2 separate regions of the Sus scrofa genome follow, and region 1 is linked to region 2. Evidence: chromatin contacts called from public Hi-C data. All regions are on one chromosome and are shown on one strand. Each heading gives the region's core, a stretch centred on a gene start, on an enhancer-like site or on the middle of the called end of the contact. The rest is flanking DNA. Distances are from core to core; before and after follow the strand shown. Region 1 overlaps SSBP3 (single-stranded DNA-binding protein 3). Region 2 holds the start of SSBP3 (single-stranded DNA-binding protein 3).

Region 1 (5,069 bases), core at 255-2,754, 130 kb before region 2:
TGAGCTGAAGACTTTTGGGAGTTAGGGAAGGACAGTGTCGTAAATTGAAAAATCAGAGTTAAAAAAAAAAAATTCTTTTTTTTTTTTTTTTTAAGGAGAAAGGTAGTAAAAGCTATGTGCTAGGTTTAGTATTTACAGAACTCATGGCATCTTCATCAAATGCCACTCCACATTCTCTTCAACCTGCCTGGAAATCATGGACTCTCAGAGCAACAGAGCGGAGACAGCCCAGGCTTTCTGGGTGCAGAAGTGGGCCGGGGGCATTGAACGGCTGTGAAAGCCCAAGGTACCAGGGCTGGAGTCCGGCTGGCATGCCGGTGCCAGGGCTGCGCCTCCATAAGGGGGGCAAGGAGTCCAGGTGACACTCTGCTCCGGAACGGCTGAATGCCCGGTCGTTACCATCCAGGCCACATCTGCCTTGAGTCAGAAAGCCCTTGGGGAGAGCCGACTTGAAGTTTTAGGTTGCCAAGCGACAAAAGGCTCCACACATCCCCGCCTCCCCCCCAGCTCCTGGGGCCAGTGGCCACTGCTCTGGCAAGGCTGCTGGGGTGGGTTTCATGGACTGGCAGTGGGAGACGGACGACTGGCATTACTGGTGGCCTGTGTAATCCGCCTGTTGGGCGTGTCACCGTAATTGAGTGAATATAAAATTACATTAATTATACACATGGTAACAAGCATGCGACAGACAATCCAATTTGCTCCTTGGACACGAATGCTGATGGAAAATGCCGTAAGCCCATTCTGGGGAGAGGGCCAAGGTGTGTCCGCGTGCCACCGACATCCCCCATCCATCAAGCGGTCTGCCGCCACCCACAGCCTCCCTGCAGCAGGAGGCCGACCACCTGGCCAGGGGAGGGAGGGCTTTAACCTCCCCCTCCCCTTGACAGGCAGCTCCAAGCAGAAAAAGTTACGGCTTCACTTCGACCCATGGGAATGTACTTGGCAGCGGCTTGGACGGCTGCCTCCCTATCCTGCTTCTATCTGCCCCCTCTGGGGAAGCGGCGTCTTTCGGCATTGTGAACACGGGAGGTACAGGCCAGAGGTGGAGCTGCAATTACCAAGCTTGGGTAGAAGGGGCTGAGCTGGGCCACACCCGGCTGTGGAGCCACCGCCTCAGGCATGGCCCTGAAAGCTCAGAGTTGGGGGCCGCCCGCCGTCTAGGGGACGAATCCTCAGCCACCATGACCCTCCTTGGGCACCGCATGAGGCGAGTGGGTCTGGCAAGCGGTGGTGGCCCATCTTCCTGGGATGGTGAGGAAGTCGCCAGGAGAGGGAGCAGGACAGTATACAATGCATCCCCCTTGGGGTCACCTCTGTGTAACATCAAGAATCCTCACAGCCGCCGGGGGCCACTCTGTGCCAAGATCTGTGAAAAGACTCCACGATTTCTGTCTGAGCAAAGGCCCCAGCTGGCCACCCCCGCCTCTCTCCGAAGAGCAGGGACCGCACTGGGCAGGTGGCAAGAAGCCTGCGCACTTATGAATCTGGCGGGGCCGCCAGGACACCCGCAGGAGGCGCTCAGAGAATGTTTCACGCAAGAGGCCCCACGGGGACAGAGACACAGCATCAGCAGGCAAGCGTTTTCAAAACAAAGGGAGGAAACATGGCAAATGAAAGTACAGGCGGCGTCCAAGACCTAATGCAGGCTCCCCCCGCCTATCCCCCACGCTGCTCCCTGCCTCTGCCCCAGCCCCGCGCACAGACGGGGAGGCCGAGCTCCAGGGACCTGGGCTCACGGGTCCCAGGTCCAGGCTCGGCACCCAGCACCACACCTAGAGCGGAGGCTGGGGTCCGCTGCTGGCACGAGGACGCCCAGGGCATGGCCATCACGCTGAGCTCCCAGAAAGTCAGCCCACTAGGGCTTGGGGCCCAAAGTCACATGTTTTTGTAAATAAAGTTTTATCGGAACCCAGCCACACTCATTTAGGTACTGTCCGTGGCTGCTTTTAGGCTCTATCCACAGAGCTGAATAGTTGTGACACAGACCAGATGGCCCACAAAGCCTAAAATATTTATCATCCGGCCCTTTGCAGAAAAAGTCTGCTGACCCTGGAGCTTCATAATGGTTTTCAAGACTGAAGAGGGAAAAATACTGAGGTACGGAGGTCTTAACAAAACAATACCGTATCTTACCTTCTCATTTTAACCTCCCATCTCTTTCATAAGGTCAGTGAAGCAAAAATTAACCCCATTTTACAAAGGAGAAAACTGAAGTCCAGTGACACTAGAGTATTATTTAGAAGAGCCAGAATTTATCCCACTGAAGACTAGAGAAAGGGTTCCTGGACCTGGGGTCAGCAAACCTGAGTTCTGGTTCCCCCACGAACATGCCATGTGACCAATGCTCTGCTTTCTGGGCCACTGGTCTTGAACAAAATGACTTTTCATTATTGTAACACGATAACCAGCCCTCACGTCTGGCTGGTTGGTCCCAGACCCTCTCCTGGCTCACCATCCTCTCCAAGTTCATTCCCGCTGCAATGCTGGAAAATGCACTCTTCCCTCACTTGCCAGCACAAAACATTCTGGGGACTTGATTTCCAACCTGAGTTCCTGCAGGAAGTTGGTGTTGTCTGACCCTTTCCTATGCAGTGAATTCGGAGGCATTCTCTAGGGTCATCTCTGGAAAGGGCTACCGTGAATGGCTGTGGTTGGGACAGGAGAGGGGACGCTGTCTCCAGGCATTAAACCCGTGGGGCCTCCCTGCTGAAGCGTCGATGTTTGTCCCTGTGTCCACAGATCTGAGCACTTGTTTCAGGAACACAGGAAAAGCACTGATATGGAGAACTTACGTGGCAGGGCATCCAGCCAGCGGGTCCCAGCATCCTGGGGAGGGGGAGTGCGTGCTGAGTGCTGGAGACACAAACATAAGCAGTACTCTGACCCTCCCCGAAAGAGTCCCAGGCTGTGTGGAGAGACCAAGGCATCACCATCACCACAGCGGCATCAGCAGAGGCAGCGACCAGGTGCACTAGGAGCGAGGGGCTGCGATTACAGAACAATCACACTGAGCGGCAAGGTCGTGGAGGGAGGCACAGGTGTCCCCTGGCAGAGCAGAGACAGAAGGGGCTTCCGGGCTGAGATCGGCGTCGCTGTGGCAGCGGCAGGAGGGGGTGCGGTGCTGGAGGGTCTCCTGTACCAGATGGGGACTCTGGGGCTGAGACCTCCGGGCTGATGGGTGGGGTGATAAACCTTGGGAGCTCAGGCAAGGGAGGGGCCGTAAGCACTAGGTCTTAGGAAGGGCACATCCACTCTGCTCCTTTCCAGGGATGTTTCCGTGTCCACTTGCAAGGTGGAAACAGACTTGTGGACACCAGAGAACAGTGAGTTCAAGCTGTCTGGGGTGCTAACTGCCAGCTCTCGCTGCCTACTCAGCGAGTACATACCTGCTCCCCACTAAGCCACCCTCCAGCCCTCAAGAACCAGCCCTTTTTAATGCTGGCCAGGAGCTGGGATCAAATGCCGGGCGAGGGTGTCTGAGACCCAGTCCTGCCATGTGAGTTTCCAGCCCCACCTTCTCCCTCCCCGACGTCTCCCGGCTGCAGTAGAGACCAGCTCTGTGCTAAGTGGGAGAGGCAGACCCAGGATCCAGAGCCACGCCAACCCCGGGGAACACAGGGAGGGTGCCTACCTTGCTCAGAGAATCCCACCCCCATCCCCCGCCAAAGACTGCCTCTTGCTCTAAAAATGGATAGTGCAGCAAAGACGCATCCCGCTCCTGCCTGCCAGCCTTCATACCACCCCTCGCCAACGCTCAAGCTCCGCTGTTCATCACAGCAGCACAGCGAAGGCGAGGTGCATATTAAGAAGGCACTGCCTCGTCCACCCAGAGAATTCCTGCTCTACTTGAAGCTCTCGGGGCGCAGGCGTGCACACAGCCTTCCTGTTCTACCCCTTTACGCCCGGACAGAGGATCCCGAATATAAAGACTGGTCATATCAACTAGGACAGGGAGACAGACGCAAGGCCCATGGGAGCTATCAATCCAAAATGCCGAAGTCAACCCCGATTGTCCACTGAGCAGAAGAGGGCTGGGCAGGGAAGAGAAAAGTTGGCCAAGCTTTCCCCTTCAGTTTTGTGGCTTCCTGGATGACTAGGTGGTTTTTCATGCCTCTCCTTCCCTCAGAGGCTTGGGAAATGGCTCAAGGTCTCGTCTTGCTTCCTTGGCAAAAGAAGATGAGGTGAGGGACAGAACTAGGACACTGGGATGAACGGGTCTGGGAAGCCCACCCACAGTCGCCCAGGCAGGGTGCTATGAAACCTGGTTCACCTCTGTGGAACCACAGGGTTGGGGGCGGTGAGGGATGCAGCTCTGTGGCAGGTGCTGTTGTGAGAGCCTCAGATTCACAGGCCAGGAGCATGATCTACAGCTCCCCCCAAACTCCTTAACGTGTAAAAGAGGCCACCCCACTCCCCCACAGACAGCCATAGACACTGAGAGTCAAGTACTTAGTCCAGGGTGGGGACTGGCCATCACCGCAGGGCAGCTGCTGATACATAAAGCTGTGCCCGGGATCCTCCCCGCCTCACGGAATCCTTCAGGAAGCCCCTCTTTCTCAGACTAAGCCTTCCTATTACCCGACTCCCAGGGAGCCCACGAACATGCAACCTGTCCTCATCTCAGCGAGCCCTGGCTGCACGCTGGCTCTCACTGAGGGGCCCTCGCCAACCCACCTGACAGTGGGTCTTCTTCACCAAGCTCCGCAGAAGCCACCCCTTGAAGTGGTCCATTGCTTCTGCCCCGACAGCCCCCAGGAGACAGGGCCTCGGTGTCTTCTGTTTACCCCTGCACCTCTCACGTCCACACCTTCTAGTCTTGTGTTTTTCAGATGGGGAGGCTGAGGCCCAGAAGAGTACAGGCAGCGCCCCAGGACAGACTGCAAGGCTCCAAACTTCTACAGCCTTTCCAGAACTCCAGAGTAAGTCTCTGGTGGTCAGATACTATAATTAATCTGAGCAAGTGGCACTTAATCGGATCCATATTTTGGGTGTATCATTTGAGACCCTGAAGCAAGGATGGGACAAGACTCTTGTCAAAGTCTTCTTGGACAACAATGACCTGCGAT
Region 2 (5,278 bases), core at 1,279-3,778:
GGTCGGCAGAAGTAATTAAAAACTCATTTTCTCTGCGCAAGTTACAACAGACACTTCATCCCCCTGCATTTCAAAGACACTTGAAACAGGAACCTGAGCTGGCAGTCAGGTAAACGCGCTCAGAGCCCAAGACAGGGCACCAGTTCAGTTCCCTGCACTCCACCAAGATATCAAAAGCCGGTCTGCTCTCTTTTCCTTTTGAAAAGGATGTCAAAGACTCCACCGATCGGTCCCACAAAACACCCAAGTCTTCAGCTCGCAGCAACTCGCGCCAGCTGACCCTGAGCTTCCCTCCCGCGGGGCTGCAAAAGGAGAGCAGACCGGTGGTTGGTCTCACCTGGGCAGGGCCCAGGGGCCTGGGAGAGGGTCACAGACAAGGGGGAGCCCCCGCTACCAACTACAGGCACTCAGCCAGGTGCTCAGTAAAACGAAACTTGATGGGGTGGGGGGAGGAGGGGGCTGCCATCGGTATAATCAACATCTTTTAAAAGAAGGGGCAACCCCTTCTCGCTTTTTCTCCGGGTGCCTGAAAAGGTCCCCAAAGGTTTTTCTCTCAAGGTAGGAGCTCCAAGGAGAAAAAGGAAGAGCCAGGCCAGTTGTTAAACAGACCTGGTACCCCCTCCGCCCGGCCCCGCCCCCGCTCCCTCTAATTAAAGCAGCATGCAGAATTGACAAAAATCCTTCCAGGTTTTTTCCAAGCCTCTGCCTAGTGCCTCGGAGTGCGATGTACAAGTCAGGAGTTTCTGCCCGAGCACCACGCACGATTCAGTAGATTCTCAACAGGAGGGGACAGAGGAGGCAAAAACTTTTAGGCACCGACCTCCTCTGCCCTCTTCCCCCTTTGCCAGGCCAGGCCTGAGAACCCAGGGGTGCCCTGCTCTGGGTGACGCTGAGGGCTAAGGCATGGGAAGGGGGGGGTCTGCTCCAGACCGCACGTCTTTGTTCACTTAGACCTGGGCCTCGGAACAAAACAAACACACACACAACTATCACACAAACTTACCACCACCACGAGTGCAAAAACCCAGGCGGTTCTCCCAACGTGATGTTTTTTTCCCATCGAATCTGGAAGGGAGAGAGCAGAGACAGCTTAGAGGAGCAGAGAGAAGGGGTGGGCTGGGGGCTTCCCGGAGCCAAAAGGCTGTGAGGACCAACTAACAATAAATGCCAAAAGGTGATAAAAATTCAAAATGGTGGCCACAGTGGCTGCTCCAGAAAACAAAGGCTTTAAGAATAGTGGGGACGAGGGGGTGTCAAGAAATTGGATGAGGGGGGAAGTTCCACTCACCTCCGATAAGAAGGTCTGTGCAGATTTCTGTGCTCCTACATGCAGTAAATATTCGTAGACGTATAAAGCTAACCTGGAAAGTGGGCAGGGGGCACAGAGAGAGAGAGAGAGAGGGAGAGGGAGGGAAGGCGTCAGATCACACCGGGTGCTCGCTCCTGGACCTTGCCGGCCGGCTCCCAGCCCTGTCTACGCTGGCCCATTGTGGCCCCAACCAGAGGTGAGCAGCTACCTCGACCCTGCCCGGAGCCACGGGTGCGAACAGCTAGGGGATGGGGACCAGGAGAGGCGTTACTTCAAAACGCAGAGGCTGAAGAGCAGCCCCCGAACTTGAACTTCCAAGCAGCGTCGCAGCCAAACCCACCGAGATCTCTCAAACTCGCAAGCCATCCGACCCCCAGAGCCTCGCTTCTTTTCCCTACCCACTCCTTGCCACCCTGTCTCCAGGTGTGAGAGTCGGGGAGACTCCGTCCGGGACTCTGGGGTGCTCCGCGCGCTCCGGAGAGGACAGCAAAGCGCCACCCTCACCACCTCCCCCCAAAACAACTGTCCCCCAAGCTTGGAGCCAAGCCGGCGCCGCCGTCCCTACCCAGCCCGGCGCCCCGGAGGGCCCGGGGCCGGCGGCGAGGCCGAGGGCAGGGAAGGGAGAGCTCTCCCGGCCGAACAAAGCCCCCGGCACGCACTCCTCACGCCGCGGGCGGACAAAAGGAGCCTTCGGGGCTGCAGAAGCCACGCGCCCTCTGCCCGCGCCCGGTGGGCAAAGTGCGGCCACCGCGGCGAGCGCCCCGGCTTGGGTGGGCGCCCAGGCTCGCTCACGGGACCTCGCCCACCCCTCACCGCAGGCCCTCGTGCCCGGCACGCCCCGCGGCCCCCAAGTACCCCATCCTCCGGCGGCGCCCCCCGATGCCCCAACCTCCGCCGGCTCCCAACAATGGGCTCTCCCACGCCGCCCGCCGCGGCCTCGGGAAGGGGCCAGGCAGGCGGTGCCGGGGCCCGGGGCCCGGGACGCAGCAGCCCCCGCCCGCCCACCTGCCTCCCACCACCCGCCCGCAGCCCGGCGGCAGCGCGGCCGCCACTTGGAAAATAGGGCTTACTTTTCCCGAGCCTGCCCGTCCGAGGGCACCGCCGAGCCTTTGCCTTTGGCAAACATGTTTTGCAGAGAAGAGGGCGCCGAGCCTCGCCGCCGCCGCCGCCGCCGCCGCCGCCGCTACCGCTCCGGCTGCTCCCGAGCTGCCCCCTCGCTCCCGGCCCCCTCCCCGGCGCTCGCTCGCTCACTCGCTCGCGCTTTCCTAGCCGCGATCCCCTCCCTCCCCCCCAGGCGCTGGCTCCGCGCTCTTTCCAGCTGTCAAAGCGTCAGCCCCGGCCGCGGCCCCATTGCCCTGGAACTCCTCCCGCGCCGGCTCGGCCTGGGGTGCCGGTGCCGCCGCCGCCGCCGCCGCCGCTCGCCCGTCGGCCCGGCTGCCCGCTGGCTCGCTCGCGCGCCGCCCGCCCGGCTCCGCCTGCGCCGCCCTCTGCGCCTCCAGCACCGCTGCCGCCGCCGCCGCTGCCGCTGGTCTACTTGGAGCTCAACCGAACGTGGCTACCCGGGCGAGGGAGCTAGGCGGGCGTCAACGTCCCGCGATTGATGGGCGCCTAGACCAATTGGCACGAGGGGGCGGGCCCGGGGCGGCCCGGGAGGGACGCCCTGTCAGCGCCCGACCGCGGCAGTCCCCGCTGCGGCCGCCTCCGAGGAGCCGCTGTTCCTGCTCCTGCGAGCGAATCGGGGGTGTTCGGGGGCGCGAGCCTCTCTTTGCTGTAGATGTGGGGAGGGGACACGAATCGGGACGGGGGAGGTCTAGTTTCCCAGCCCCTGCGAGGAGGGGTCCCGACCCGCGCTCTCCAAGGCTGGGACCACTGGGGGGCGAGGGGGGGCGCTGCGGCAGAGTCGGAGGGGAGGGGGCGCGGACCCCTGAGCGGAGCGCCGCCGGCTCCCTCCCGCCACGTCCCTCTCCCTTATCTGCCCCTCACCTCCCCCCGCCGCAGCTTGCGCTGGCCCAGCCCTTATCTCCCCCTCCCCCTCGCCGGTCCCCCACCCACCCCCACCCCCGGCTCCGACCCCGACCCCCTCCCCAGACTCCTACCCTCCCCCCTCGGCTGCCCCGCCCCCTGTCCTCTCCCTCGCCCAGTCTGGCTTCGGAGCGCCGGGCCCGGGGCTCCACGCTGCGAACTGGGCGGCTCGAGCCGGCGCCGAGGCGCGCGGCTGCTCCTTTACTAGATCATTAAAATACTTTGGAAAACCCCAAAGTGGAGTCGCGCGAAAATGGCCCTTGGCCTGCTTTAGGGAGCCCGGGAGGGAGGTACTGAGGACTTGGGCTAAGAGAGGGCAGAGTGATCGCTCCCAAATTTCGGAGGTCTGCCCGCCCTAGTAAGTTAGACCCCTTCGGCTTCTCCACGGGAGACGGTGCTATCCCGGGGTAGGAGGGCATCACCTGGGCGCCCAGCGATGCGAGATGCGCGCCGCAGAAATCTGCAAACTTCAAATAAATGGAGCTAAATTGGGGAGTGGGAGACGAGAGTCAGGAGTGGGGGGAGGGGAAGCTTCCATTGTCAGTGACCCAGGTGTACAATGGGAAATTGAGGGGGGGAGGCTGGCAGAGTGACCCAGCTATTTGCTGCTGACTCCTTTCTGCCCACGCCAAGAACCCGAGGACACACTGAGTGTCCCTCACCAGAGACTCTCGAGACCAGAAACCAACGAAACAGGGGAAGACTCCCCCATTTTCAGACTGTTTTTAGAGCGCGGTTCTCTTTAAATGCGATAAAACACTGTCGGCACTGTCTCTTTAAAAGAGTCAAGCAGAAAAAGCTGTGTAAGCGCTGATTGGCTGCCTGTTTGGATACATCTTTAGGGGAGCCTTGAAACTGTTAGCCTAGGTTGATTTTTTTTTTTTTTAACTGCGCTGTTCCAATAAACAAGTAACGCCCCTCCCCCTAACATGCCTCGCACCAAACAATTAAAGGATAGGTCAGTGTCCTGGGGAAAACACGTTTCAAGTAGAAGAACTCAGAACAAAATAAAGAATCTTTCACTACCATTAAAGTTTGCTTATTTTAATCTGTCGAGGAGAGAAAAGAGGTCTTGAAAAAGAAATGCCCCGCAGCAAACGGATCTGCATTGGTTCAGGAAGGAGACTGGGTGCATTTTTGGAATAATGTTCTACTCAGTGTAACAGCCTCCCTAAATTAGAATACAGCCAAGCCCTACTGACGCCTCTGGACGCACTCTATTCTCTGCCATGACCTAGGCAGGGAAAGGGGGCAGAAAAAGGGAAACACTGAACCCCAGTCTCTGGTTGTCTGGGTGTTAGCTCCTAGTTTAAAGGTTGTTTTGTGAATGAGAGAAGCATGGAGGTTGAGAGGCAGTTGAAACACAAGCATAGGGGAGAGAAGGAAATAATTACAGTTATTTTTTCCCCCAGGCCATTTAATTTAATAGGGCTAACTTAAGGTACCTTAGAGCCCACACTAATTAAATTGGCCTGCTCATACCCTTCCCCTGGACTTCTATTTTTGAAGGACTAGGAATGGCCAGGGTTGGCTTGTCAACATACTGACTCACAGAGAAGCCTGACTCATCTTGGGTCTGCAAGGCCCACAAATTATGAGTATCATGAGTATGGGTTAGGTCCTGGCTAAAGGAAAACACAGCCCTTCTCTGGCCCTGCTACGTCAGAGTCTCTACCGAGTGGACCATGCTCCGTCAGCTGCAGGGGTGCAGCGTAGGCATATCTTTTGGGGCATCATTTTCCTCACCTGTCAAATGGGCAGGGGGATCTTTAATATCTCTTGAGATTCTGATGTTCTATCTTTTTCTTTCCTCACTGCCCCACCCACCCACCACCCACCCCCCAAAAAGGACAAACACCTCCTTCCAGAGCAAGTGTGGTATGCATTCAGGGCACCTGTGCCAAGTAGAGTGTCCCTGTAGTCTGCCCTTCTCTGGGGCTTGACACA

What was found. Hi-C and Micro-C count contacts between places; a contact is called where the count stands out from the background.
Region 1: a contact with region 2 is called in a Hi-C map of retroperitoneal adipose tissue, with 1.6 times the contacts expected there. The contact joins the enhancer-like site here to the promoter of SSBP3 in region 2. A contact is called at or near these places in 5 of 47 Hi-C or Micro-C datasets (liver, omental adipose tissue, retroperitoneal adipose tissue and 2 more) and 2 of 2 datasets of contacts at active chromatin or transcription factors (alveolar macrophages and skeletal muscle).

The regions. Positions count from the first base shown.
Region 1 is chr6:158,041,751-158,046,819 of Sscrofa11.1, reverse strand. All of the region lies in intron 5 of SSBP3 (single-stranded DNA-binding protein 3), which reads right to left. Among named protein-coding and RNA genes, the nearest start is that of MRPL37, 99 kb to the left of the region's middle. Within about 2 kb of position 1,504, at least 5 of the 83 cell types and tissues checked have an H3K27ac peak or open chromatin away from gene starts, as enhancers often do. A contact at or near this core is called in retroperitoneal adipose tissue and subcutaneous adipose tissue, where this site is marked.
Region 2 is chr6:157,908,849-157,914,126 of Sscrofa11.1, reverse strand. It overlaps SSBP3 (single-stranded DNA-binding protein 3), which reads right to left and starts at 2,528. Exons shown (of 17, transcript XM_021096596.1): 1 at 2,380-2,528; 2 at 1,289-1,361; 3 at 1,004-1,065. The coding sequence starts at 2,435.